Linked DNA regions of Bicyclus anynana: regions 1 and 2 are each linked to region 3. A link is a contact called in public Hi-C data. All regions are on one chromosome and are shown on one strand. The core of a region is the stretch at or near the end of the contact, and the rest is flanking DNA. Distances in the headings are between cores, read along the strand shown.

What was found. Hi-C and Micro-C count contacts between places; a contact is called where the count stands out from the background.
Region 1: a contact with region 3 is called in a Hi-C map of whole body, with 4 times the contacts expected there. The contact joins two enhancer-like sites. A contact is called at or near these places in 2 of 2 Hi-C or Micro-C datasets (whole body and whole larva).
Region 2: a Hi-C map of whole body shows a contact between it and region 3, with 3 times the contacts expected there. The contact joins two enhancer-like sites. A contact is called at or near these places in 2 of 2 Hi-C or Micro-C datasets (whole body and whole larva).

What each region holds. Positions count from the first base shown.
Region 1 is chr4:14,071,522-14,075,802 of ilBicAnyn1.1, forward strand. It overlaps LOC112054536 (ras GTPase-activating protein raskol), which reads left to right. Exons shown (of 19, transcript XM_052881290.1): 4 at 2,531-2,714. Among protein-coding and RNA genes, the nearest start is that of LOC112054536, 91 kb to the left of the region's middle. Within about 2 kb of position 2,845, at least 5 of the 8 cell types and tissues checked have open chromatin away from gene starts, as enhancers often do.
Region 2 is chr4:14,159,608-14,163,792 of ilBicAnyn1.1, forward strand. The region is part of intron 4 of LOC112054536 (ras GTPase-activating protein raskol); the gene reads left to right. Among protein-coding and RNA genes, the nearest start is that of LOC112054535, 53 kb to the right of the region's middle. Within about 2 kb of position 1,599, at least 1 of the 8 cell types and tissues checked has open chromatin away from gene starts, as enhancers often do.
Region 3 is chr4:14,108,462-14,112,964 of ilBicAnyn1.1, forward strand. All of the region lies in intron 4 of LOC112054536 (ras GTPase-activating protein raskol), which reads left to right. Among protein-coding and RNA genes, the nearest start is that of LOC112054535, 100 kb to the right of the region's middle. Within about 2 kb of position 2,435, at least 8 of the 8 cell types and tissues checked have open chromatin away from gene starts, as enhancers often do.

The sequences.
Region 1 (4,281 bases), core at 1,595-4,094, 37 kb before region 3:
TCTATTCGCACGCACCTGATACCTCATTCATCTCTTTGCTTAAAATATAGACAATTGAAAAAAAAGAAATTTCTTTTCCATTTAGGCGCCTTCTAAGGATTTGGTGCCTAAAGTGACAGTTCCGTTCGCCGTATGGGCAGGCCGGCCCTGGTAATAAAATGCAAATCACTTATAACAATTTGATAAGGTCCAAATAAGTATCCTACATAAACCTACCCCCCTAGCCAAGTGGCACGTCGATTCTCTTTCTACGATCGCAAACGCTTCGAAAACTAGAAAAATGTATGGGAATGACAGATATTGATCACGTGACCTGTCGATAGCAAATGTCATTCCCATCTTTCTAGTTTTCCAAGCGTTAGTGATCGTAGAAACGAGGCCTGGTACCTACATTTGAAATTGGATTATAATATCATGGCATGTTATGCAATAGATGGATTAGAATTTAGATACCATCGCTTAGATAACATTCCAGCATGTATTTATAATTTAAATGAAAATGCGTTGACGCGACGTGAGAAAACGACTGTTTATGGAACACATTATTGTAATAGAATAGATTGCTGACCCGGAAAAAGTTTTCCTGCCACATTCTTTCATACAACAATACGAAAATTGCGAACAAGTTTACGACCTATTGTCATACCTGCGAAATAATGCAAAAAAAAAAAACATTAATTCGGTCAACCCGTTTTGGACATGTGCAAAAACCGTGACACGACATTTTTACATGTCAAATTATTTAAACATAGAATTATATCATAATTTAAGGTATAAATTAAGTTTTATGCCATTCCTTGATGTCTTTTGTCAAAGGCAAAAAAAGTGATATCATACAGTAGGTCTCAGTTATTTTGATGTTTATTTTAATAGGTTGTTAATAAAGACCAAATTAGTGAATAGGCCAGCAGGTTTACATAGAACGCTTATTTGGACGTTATCAAATTGTCATGAGTGATTCGTATTTTGTAGTAAAGTCTAATTTAATTTCTACTAATACGCTCTAAGATTTTTCAATAATAGACACGAGTAGTTCATTCAATAGAAATGCATACACTTTTGTAACGTTAATCTGTTTAAATAAAATTAAACGACTGTACGAGGTCGAAAAGGAGAGATTCTACTGAATTCTACTCATTTACATTTTACAGAAATTAGTTTTATTGTATTTACGCCAATTAGCTAAACTATCCAGAACATTGAATTACCTACTTTTATATGATAAACATACAGAGGAACAAAATGTAGCTTTAGTATTTCTTAATGATTAAAAACATTTTACTTAAATATAGACCTACAAGGTGCCTCTTTCGTATATAGTATAACAAAGGCTTCGAACAGGTTTATAATGAATTAGATTATGTTCTTTTCCTTTAAATTTTGAAGACACGCTATCATATTAAAATTGGACCGTTGTATATTGTTTAACTAACTGTTTAAGAAATTAAATATCACGTGTCTCAATCGGTGAAGGAAAAACATCGTGAGGAAACCTGCATACCAGAGAATTATCTTCATTCTCTGCGTGTGTGAAGTCTGCCAATCCGCATTGGGCCAGCGTGGTGGACTATTGGCCTAACCCCTCTCATTCTGAGAGGAGACTCGAGCTCAGCAGTGAGCCGAATATGGGTTGATGACGACGACGATATTGTTTAAGGTATACTTGGCCGATTTTAAGATAAACTTCAATAGTATTTGGTATCAGAAATTTAAGATGCGATAACCTCTATTCAATTTAAACATTGCGTCGATTGAAGTGATTCAGGCCGTATTAGAAAGGAGATAGAAGGACGTGGGAATATAATTGCTATAATTATAGAAATATGTATTATTAATACAGCACATGCGTCGTTGTATGTAATAAGTATCGTGACATTATCATTGAGTCAAGTTGTATAATGACCTATTCAATACACATACTTTGCATTCTGTTTTCTGCTATTTTATTTATAAGTAACGCGATTCATTTCATTGTTAGACAAAATTACTTTAAAATAAATTTCACGATATAATATTATGTGTACAAGTAGCATACGACTAAAGATTTTATAATAGAGATATGCAGTGGCGAGCACAAGGTATGCACTATAAGTGCAAAAAAGGTATGCACTATAAGTAAAAAAACATAAATTACCTAACACGTCAAAACCTAGGCGAACAAAAGGGGTTAATTGTCTTAGTAAACGACGAAAGTTATTTAATACCCAAATATTGTCTACAATATCGAGTTGTGTTTAGGAAGTGTAAAAACTATATACACCTACATAAATATATCATGAAATTAAACACAAAATTGTATATGTGTGCGCTCAGTGGAGTAGGTAACTAAATTCGGTTCACTTTTTGCGATGATTTTATAAAATGTCGTTAGATACGACATTCATAATAATGTCGTATACCTATGTATATCGGTGTCTAATAAATTGCTTTGATTCTACTACATTATAATGTATTGATGCCTGTTATTTCTAACTTTAAATGACTACCTGCCATTGAATATAATGTTTATTTTGACATTTTTGTTTCTCAGGCTGCCAATAACAACGGAGAATACGCGACTCGAAGCCTACCTCGAGTGAGAATAGATGGAGGCAACACAGCCGGTAACGGAGTCCGGTTACGATGCTGGGCTGCACCGCCTTCTATTACAGAAGAAGAAGCCGAAGATGATATCGAAGAAGATGCCATTTCATTACGGGCTTTACCGTCGCAAGGTAAGCTTACATTTAAAAGCAACGGTATTTTAAATTGTTCTAGCGCCATCTAGCGTTGAATAGTGGTACTACGCTAAGCTGCGATGTTGACTGAATATTGTAAGTGCGCCATCTGTAGAGTATGTTGAATTGTTATTTTTTGACACTAGATGTCGCGTGTGTTTGAAGTGTATCTACTACACCCTAGATGGCTTTTATTGTAAATAAAAAGTAAAATTTTTAGACAAATAATGTAAACTTCTTAATTACTGTGTCTATGATGAATAAGTCATTCTTTTTTTGAATATTATTTTTATTTTAGAATCTTTTTTTACATTGTTGTAATAGGTAATTAATTTTTACATTGCATTTAGTTAATTCGTTTTTTTTTCTAGTAAACATGGTTTTCTAGTAAAAGTGGGTCATTAGTCACAGTCCATTACATGCATTTCTTTACAACTGTTGACGTTTTTTATACTGTTTATGAGTTTAGAATAAAATTATGTCGCAAGACAGGGTTGAAACAGGGGTTTTGTCGAGAATATAAGTTAAAAAAAAATCAATAGTAAATGAAATTAAACATAGGTAGGATACCTATTCATTAAGTTATTAAGATAATAGAAGAATACGAAGAAGTACTAGATTTTGAAGAATATTACAGGTACAGTACTTGGGCCGCGGTATAGGTTTGCGGGCTAGATCCTCATCGATTCCCCCACAGATTTTAATAATAGGTAAAGTGAATAACTTCTAATAAATATTTTAATTATGTTTTTTTTAATGTTTTTAGTTACTAATTAAAAATAATAACGATTATTTTGTGTCAGCCCTAAAGTAAATGACAATTGATGTGGAGTGACGCTTGTGCACCCATCCGCTACAAATCGATTAGAGTGAGTTTACGCCCCGGCCGCATACTTACGACTGTTTGTCTGTTCCTATTACGGATGTCCAGATTATTTTTAAAATTCCTTACGAAAGGTGACTTGATGTCAACTTGGAAACTTTGTATCTATGGATTATTTTAAAGATATGACTAAAACATACTTGCTTGAAACACAATTCATATTTTTTAGTGAGTTATAAAAATATAATAGTAGTCTTAAAAATAAGCTATTATAACGAGGCACTAGAAACTCATAATGAATATTTTATACCGTAACTAGCTGACGCCGCGCGGTTTCACCCGCGTGGTTCCCGTTCCTGTAGGAATACGGAGATAATATATAGCTTATAGCCTTCCTCGATAAATGGGCTATCTAACACTGAAAGAATTTTTCAAATCGGACCAGTAGTTCCTGAAATTAGCGCGTTCAATTGAACAAACAAACTCTTTAGCTTTATAATATTAGTATAGATTTTATGCAAAAGCTTTATCGGCCAATGAGCCAGCTATAAGAAAGCCATAATGGCGATAACTCTAACACAATTGGGTCAGCGTGGTGGACTATTGGCTTAACCCATCTCATTTCTGTAAGGAGACTCGTGCTCAGCAGTGAGCCGAATATGGGTTGATAATGAGAAACGTTTGGATAACAAGAAATTGATTGAAAGATTGGAGTGGATTTTTAGGGTTTCGCAGTCCACA
Region 2 (4,185 bases), core at 349-2,848, 50 kb after region 3:
TATAGTAAGGCATCTCAAAATCGATAAGGCCATATTGAAGAGCAAGCTGTTGGTGGATTATCTTGGCTACTTGATTATGTCTGTGCAAGTATTCGCCGTTAGCAAGGTGAGAACACCCGGACACAATATGCCTAAGGGACTCCCCAGGACGATGACACGCTCGACAGATGTCTAGAGTGCCATCTTTCATAATGTGTTTCCGGTAGTTTCTCGTCTTTATAACTTCGTCCATAATTGCACAGACAAAACCCTCGGTTTCCCCAAAGAGGTCACCGAATTGCAACCAAGATACAGATGTTATTTGATCTACATCCGGCCCAGTAAGGGCCTTGTAGAATCGTCCATGCAACTCCTTGCTCTTCCATATTGCCACACGATCTGAGTTACTGATTACTATAGGCTTGCGCCAGTTCTCTTTGCCTAGGGATAGCGGGGTAAGTCCCTTATCCACTGCAACGACATCCTGATACATACTCACATTCATCTTGAGAAAATGATCTCTGAGATTGCACACCTCACGATTATGGAGGTTCCTGGCGTTTAAGAAGCCACGTCCTCCACACTTGCGTGGGAGGTACAATCTCATTACAGATGAACGGGGGTGATGCATCCGGTATGACGTCAGCAGTTTGCGGACTTTACAGTCCAGGGAATCCAGTTCGGTTTGAGTCCACTTTAGAATGCCAAAAGTGTATATGAGTAAGGGCATGACCCAGCTATTAAAGGCACGCACCTTGTTACCGCCTGATAAAAGACTTTTTAGGACTTTTTTCAGGCGGCCAAAGAAGCGTTCCTTCACTACCTGTTTCATATTCCCTGCCTCAATACAAAGTAAATAAATTATTATTATTAGCTGCCCTAATTTTGTACTATTCATTTTTTGAATGTAATATATAGGTATAATATTATAAACAGGAAAAATATTGATTCTTTGTTTGTTTGTTTGCACTGAATAGGCTGGAAAGTGTAGCTTTGATGTAAAGTTAGGAGAGTTTCGGGACGTTAATAACACAACTGATATGTATAAAATTAGTTAATCACTTAAATAAATATTATAATACATAATTATTTAAGTAAATAAATAAATGTTGCATTCAGTATTCGTTCGATTAATTAAAAATACCCTGAAAAGCTGAAAAGCTTCCCTGAAATTCGAGTTAGTCTTCGTAATCTTCCTTAAAGAATAGATTCCTGTTACAACTGATAACATTATTTGGCTGGTGGGAGGCTTCGGCCGTGGCTAGTTACCACCCTACCGACAAAGACGTACCGCCAAGCGATTTAGCGTTCCGGTATGATGTCGTGTAGAAACCGAAAGGGGTGTGGATTTTCAACCTCCTCCTAACAAGTTAGCCCGCTTCCATCTTAGATTGCATCATCAATTACCATCAGGTGAGATTATAGTCAAAGGCTAACTTGTCAACAATAAAAAAAAATAAAAAATACAAGCGGTCATCTTAAGGCTCAAAGCATTGAGATGCTCGTATTTCCCTGACAAAGAGGAAAGCTACTTAACGCACCGCCTCAGAATTATCCCGTACATTGCACTCGGACGTCTATTTATATCGATATTCTGACACGTTCAGTTGGCAATCGGTCCCGTTGTACGCAGCGACACTTTTTACCATTCATACTTTCAACGTTGACGTAACATTTCAAACCCGAGCTTGTATTCAACGCAGTCCCCGCATTCTGCAAAGTTACACCGTTGTGACATCGTTCGTCTCCATGGCAACTTCGTTGTTAGTAACATTTTAATTTTGACATCCTTTAAACACAAAGTTCCAATTCGAGAATGTTATAGGCGAAAAGTTCGTCGGCGAATTTAAAATAGCGGAATCGCAATCCGGATAGGTGATTTTCAACGTCTCTTAATTAACTATTATTATAGATGTACATATGAGTTTATTACACCAATGGTTTTAATTTATTAAAGCGTTTCATATTATGTAGATTGTAGGTATATAAAGAAAGCATGTGTGTTATTCATTAGAGTTTTCAAACATGAAATTCATAGGTATACCTATAATTTTGAAATCAAAATGAATCAAAATTGTTTAATTTTTCCTGTTTGTAGTGACCGAGCAGACAATTATTCAAAACCCCATCACTATAGAATCTATAGTGATGGGTTTTTATCTATAGTACCTATAGATCAACGAAATATCGTTGTTGTAGATAGATGAGAATAGTTGCTTCAATTTGCAAAATATTAATCTTAATTTGTGTATTAAACGAGTACCTAATATACTGGTCAAAAGAACCGGTATTCAAAATGGCATACACAATAGAAACGAGTGAAATTTGGGCCACCTACAGGAAATGATAGTATTTTAACTTTTACACTTACGTGGTTTTGTTTGTAAATTTAGGGAAACAATAACTTTTAAAAGCATACCTACCTACCTACTTATGTGAAATTAAAAAGTTTAGATTAGATACTAAGGAAAAATGTCTCAAACCATCTGTAACAAATAATCACCTCTGGAAAACACCTGGAAAATGCGTACACAATATTTTTATGATGTTATTTATAACTTAAACAATAATTTTCTTAAAGTATACCTACTTGGATAGGTTTTTCTGTAGCTAAATTTTAGGTGTTTCGATGTACAGCGCCATCTACCTGAAGTAATAAGAAATGCTGAAGTTGAACTGGTTCTGCTACTTAACGCTAGAGTGCGCTACGCACCAGTCTGCCAAAGGAGTTAATTTACCAGTTATTTTACAAATTTAATGTAATAATAATGATTTTAATATTTTTCATTCAATTGTAAATTAGCTAATTAAGTTTAAAAATTCAATTATTTAGTAGAAACACTTGTAAATCTGTATGACTTTAATTTATTGCAATTTACCATTTGTGAACATTCAGAACATTCAGCGCTGGTTTTTAGTAGATTCTTAATTTCGTAGACTGTTTCAGCAGTCAGCCCTACTCGATGTGTACCTACTGTTTACCAACAAACAAATTAAAAATGACGTTTAAGATCGCTAGTCATTTCACACCTAATAATAATTATAATTAACTTGTTCTTAAATTGATGAAAATAAATTTGATTAATAAGCTTAGAACAATAATTAGATGTAGTTAAATAGGTATATTTTGAATAATATTTTACAAAAAAAAAACAATACATAAATAAATAAGTTATAAAATGACATGCGTTTTCTAAATTCATTTTTAATTTGTGTGTTGTTAAACAGTACACATCAAGTAGGGCTGACTATAATGTTGATAATATAGTAAATAAATGATACAACTTGTGACGAAAGTGTTACGTAAAAGCACTCGACATTTATTTTCAGCTTTACGTCATTTGCCAATTTCACTTTATCATAATTTTAATTCCACCAATAAGTACATATAGCCTTGTCTTATGTTCATGAAATACATATTAATAAAAGTGGAAGTTACAGGAGGTTATTGGATAACATATAGGCAATTTTTTTCCATCCAGCCATCCATATCCACATCCATGGTTGGGGACCATGGATGTTTGCGCGAAAAATTGAAATTCGCGGGGAAAAATTTAAAAAACGAAGTCGCGGGCGATCGCTAGTTCATAATAAAGTAATGAATTTGGACAACTTGTAATGAAAGTGTTACGTAAAAAGCGCACATTTATTTTCAGCATTCTGTTTTTGTTTTTTTTTTAAAGAATATTTGCCATATATGTATTTTTTTAATATGTTCAATATTCCCATTTCCCTCCAAGTAGTCGGGAAATACTGTATTAGGAGTCGGTACGACAATAGACCAACGGAGTGGGGATCGAACCACCACCCCTCGGTGATAAGTCCCACTGCTCTTACCGTTGAGTCACTGAAGCTCTAACATTACTTCGTTAGCGTTTCTTTTGCTATTTTGCGTTATCATAATTTTATTTTCAGTAACACGTATAGCCGTTAATGATTTCTTATGAACATATTGTGAAAAATCTCCTTATGTCCTTAGTACTTTGATTACGTAATGAATAAACAACATCATGACGGATGTTCTAAAGCCCTTGCTTGAACACTCGAAGTTCAGAACAATACCATAACCAGTTTAGTAGGTTCACGACCGATCGTCTTGTAATACCAAGCCAACCAAGCTGTTGTATCGTGATTTATTCGATGTACTTGTAAATACAAGCCTGTAGCTCTTATTATAAATGGCATAAAGTCTAACATACACTGTCA
Region 3 (4,503 bases), core at 1,185-3,684:
TGCACACGCTCTGAGTTCTGATGACAATACATGACTAGCTAAGAAACGTCATTACAAATCCAATATGGCGGCCTCCCCAAGATGGCGGACAGGCTGTTTGAAATCAAATGAAATCAAATGCCAGGGTTTGCTGTCAGGAATACGAAAATTAGTGCGTGCTAAAAACGTGTTTTTTAGATTTTTAATCTATTATATTATTAGAGTAGCTACGTTTGGAAACTTCATAGCTTTATTTTTTTACGACTTTAATTACCGCAAAAAAGTTTACTAATATGCAAACTTACCGTGCATGTTATTAATTAATAAAGTTTTTCATTAGGTATGTACATACTTACTTTTTGTTTTTTTGCTAGGCTACTAGTTACTACCTGATACCAACGACCTTGAACAATAATTTGCTTTTTTTACCGGAAATGTTGCGAGTTTTACTAACTATTTTTGCATCAGTTACGTAAAACTTACGTTTACTTACAAGCTATTAAAGAAAAATGTAACAACTTTATGTGTAAGTTTCACGACACAAGAGTAAGCCGTTTTGGAGTGAAAAATCATATCAAGATAAAAACAGCACTTTTTAAAATTGCTATTTTAGAAAACAGAAAACTTTGTTCTGCAGAAACTGAAGTTTTTATAACATTTATAGTCAATATACTTACGTTTATTTAAACGTATATACTTACGTTTAAATAAACGTAAGTATATTCGGTTAAGAGACTGAGTAAAATATTTGTTTTAAATAAGATTAATTACTTAAAGTTCTTGTTTAGGCGATAGAGTAGGAAGTTTAATAACGAAGGCGATAATATAAAGTGGTTAACATAATTCACCTGTAGTTTATTTTTAAAAGTGTCACGAACCAAACCGTTCATTGGTCTCTTATTTTCAAATAAGGTGTGTTGTGCTCAATACGTTCGTACCTACCTACTTTTATATATAAATAGAGCAGCATTGTGTGTAGGATATTGATTGTTTAGTATAATAATGTTATCGGTTTTCATTCATTTATATTAGTTGATTGTACAACGGTCGATATTCGACCGGTCCAATTCTACAATGAAATGATAAGACTCGTATCTAGGTACGTTGTAAACAATTATTGTGATTAATGAAATAGGCGTGTCAACATTTTGTTTCACTTTATTTTTTTTTAACATAATTGATAATACATTTTATTAATTAGCCTTGGAAATATTTCTCTATAAATACAAATTAACTTCTTTAAATCTTGCCTTCTGTGCACGATTCCTATGAAGCGGTTTAAATTTTTCCTTTTAATAACTACACCTGTTATCTATTGTTTTGAAATTGTGGGATTAAACCCAACCAAAAAAATACATAAAGTTTGGTTTGTTTACAGACCGGCATTTTAGGGAGCTCTTTACGCGACGAAAACTATATGAAACACCGATTCGTTGATTCTTGATCTTCGACAGGGAAGACAGGGTCTAGCGAATCAGGCCCTTATATAATTCGATAAAATATAACCCAATTTATTAGTGATTATTTTTAGATAACACTAAAGGCGGCACAATAAAACATCATAGGGATGTTTAATGGTCATTCTAAAATAAAATATAAAACATTTTAAATTTTAATCAGTATCATGAAGATATGTGTATAAATATAGACATGTGTATTTTTTTATTAAAATTTTTATTAAATAGGTATACTATTTTTCTTATTTGAATTGTTAATTTATCAGTACTCTGTCGCCCTCGTCAGTCCCCTGGCTATGTGGCAAAATCTGGAAAAATTTGATCCTTAAAAATAGAATATTCATTAGATTAGCTATCTTACATACCCAAATTTGTAGAGATATAACTTCAAAACAATACTGAACAAAATATGCCTAAAAGTTCCCGATTTTCGTAGAATCACACAGATGTCTTTTAAAATTGGACATGTTTAAAATATTCAACAAACCTTGTGCAAAATATCGTAAAGGGCAGTGCCCCTATGTTCATTGAGCATCGTTACGTCTTGTTGCACTGCAGGCAACCAGTGATTTATCCGTCAATTGTTAGGAACGATTCAACTGACGACGCACTCATTCGTAAACGGACATACGGCTATTCCACTTACATCAGATCACTATTAATACTGAATTAATAGGCTTATGTTTAATGATCAGGTGAGAACGACACGCTATTAAGCAAATCCTTAATCTACTTAATACTATCTACTAAAAGTAGGTTCATGTTCCGTGTACATATATAATTAATGTGAAGTGTTCAATGGATTTATGCAGTGTCAAGAAATGTAAATGAGTTTACAAAGGCCTAAAAAGACAAAATTCAAGATGTGGAAGGCATTCATACATAGGAAAAGAAAATACAGTGACAGTTTACAATGCGATACGGATTCATACGCCGCTCTAGCGGCGATGCAGGGAGGTAGCGCGGCTACACTACCGCCATCCCTCGATGCATTACGAGCATGTAAGTATTTTTTCTACTCGCCGCTAGATGGCAGCATTCGTAACTAAAACTGGCCGGATAAAATGTATACATCCAGTCTGGTCATTTTAGTAATTTCTTTATCCAAAATATTAATTGATATTTTGACTGGTTTGCTAGAATAATTCAAGTTCTTATTTAATTTTCAATAAATTTTATCAATTGAATGGGTAGGCATTTTGTTCGTAAGGTATGGGAACATCAAAGGAAGCTAACAATAACCAATGATTTTAAGAAAACATGATTCATACAATTGTATAACGATGCTGAGCATAACAAAAGGAGACTTTAGTTATCTTTATAAGGTCAACAATGAATTGCTGAGATTACCTTCGTGATCAACGATTCAAGGGCACAAGAATGAATGAAAATTGACAGCCGAGATAAAGTAAATTCAGCTGTAATAAGGATGAGGTGTAACGGAAATTAGATCTCAGTTCATTAGAGTTAAAATATATCGTAAAAGTGGATATGACCTCTCCCTTCGATTCGAAAACGGTGAAGGAAAAAAAAACATCGTGAGGAAACATGCATACATGAGAATTTTCAATTCTTTACGTGTGTGTAGTCTGCCAATCCGCATTTGGCTAGCGTGGTGGATGGAGTAAGGCCTAACCCCTCTCGTTCTGAAAGGAGACTCGTGCTCAACAGTGAGCCGAATATGGGTTGGCCACTACGCCGGCCAAATACGGATTGGTAGACTACACACACGTAGAAAATTAAGAAAATTCTCATGTATGCAGGTTTCCTCACGATGTTTTTCCTTGACCGTTTGAGACTCGTGATACCTATTTAATTTCTAAATATACACATAACTGAAAAGTTGAAGATGCATGCCCCAGACTGGATTCGAACCTACGCTCTCCGAATCGAAGGCGGAGGTCATATACACTGGGCTATCACGTCAAGTCATTATCAGAGTAATTATTCAGAATAATCACAATTTCTCTCGTCAGATAAAAAGGGTACAGTATACTATTCTGTAACGATGTTCTTTTAATGTGTGAGTTTCGAGTTTGTCTCTATCTCTATCTAACACGATACTATGGATAGAGTGAAATAGAGACGAATTGGGACAGCCTGTGTAGCGTCGCAGCACCGGTTCACTCACACTTTTATTTAACTACCCTATAATGATTATTCTTGCTATTTATCCTCTTCTGTTTGTTAATTACTTTTGTTCCTAAATATTGTATTATGCAATAATAACCTGTGCACAGTAAAACCAACTGTGGTTTGTGTTGCACTATGGTTAGGCTTAATTTAAATGTGTTTTTTGTTGAATAATAAATAAATAAAAAAAAAATATATTCGCAACTCACATTGACGATTAAAAACATTGTAACCGAATAGCGCTACTGGTCACTTGGTCAGAGGGATATGTAGTATTTTACACTTGTGTCGCATGTTTTCATAACCTAAAACAGTCATTGGATAGGCCTTGGTAACTTATACGGACACAATTGTCTTTGTCCGAAGCAAAAAGCGTGAAAGGACATCACTTGGCAATCCCGCAGAACCCCTATTTGTATAGCGATGGAACAATGAGATGGCCATAAAAGAAACTGAGAATAAATCCACTACTCATTGTAAGACTATACTGTAGTCACTGTAGTTGTGGTCTTGTGGTTACGGCGCAGAGTAGGCATCCAAAGAGCTTGCAAATGATATAAAAAATAATGTGTGCACTGAATTTGATTCTGTTCGACTATGTCATCGTCGTCATCAACCCATATTCGGCTCACTGCTGAGCTCGAGTCTCCTCTCAGAATGAGAGGGGTTAGGCCAATAGTATTAGTCAATGCGGATTGGCAGACTTCACACACGCAGAGAATTAAGAAAATTCTCTGGTGTGCAGGTTTCCTCACGATGTTTTCCTTCACTGATTGAGACACCTGATATTTAATTTCTTAAAAATGCACACAACTGAAAAGTTGGAGGTGTATGCCCCGGACCGGATTCGAACCGACACCCTCCGGAATCGGAGGCAGAGGTATAGGATAGCCCAGTGGATTTACTGGGCTATCACGGCACTTCCGTGTCGACT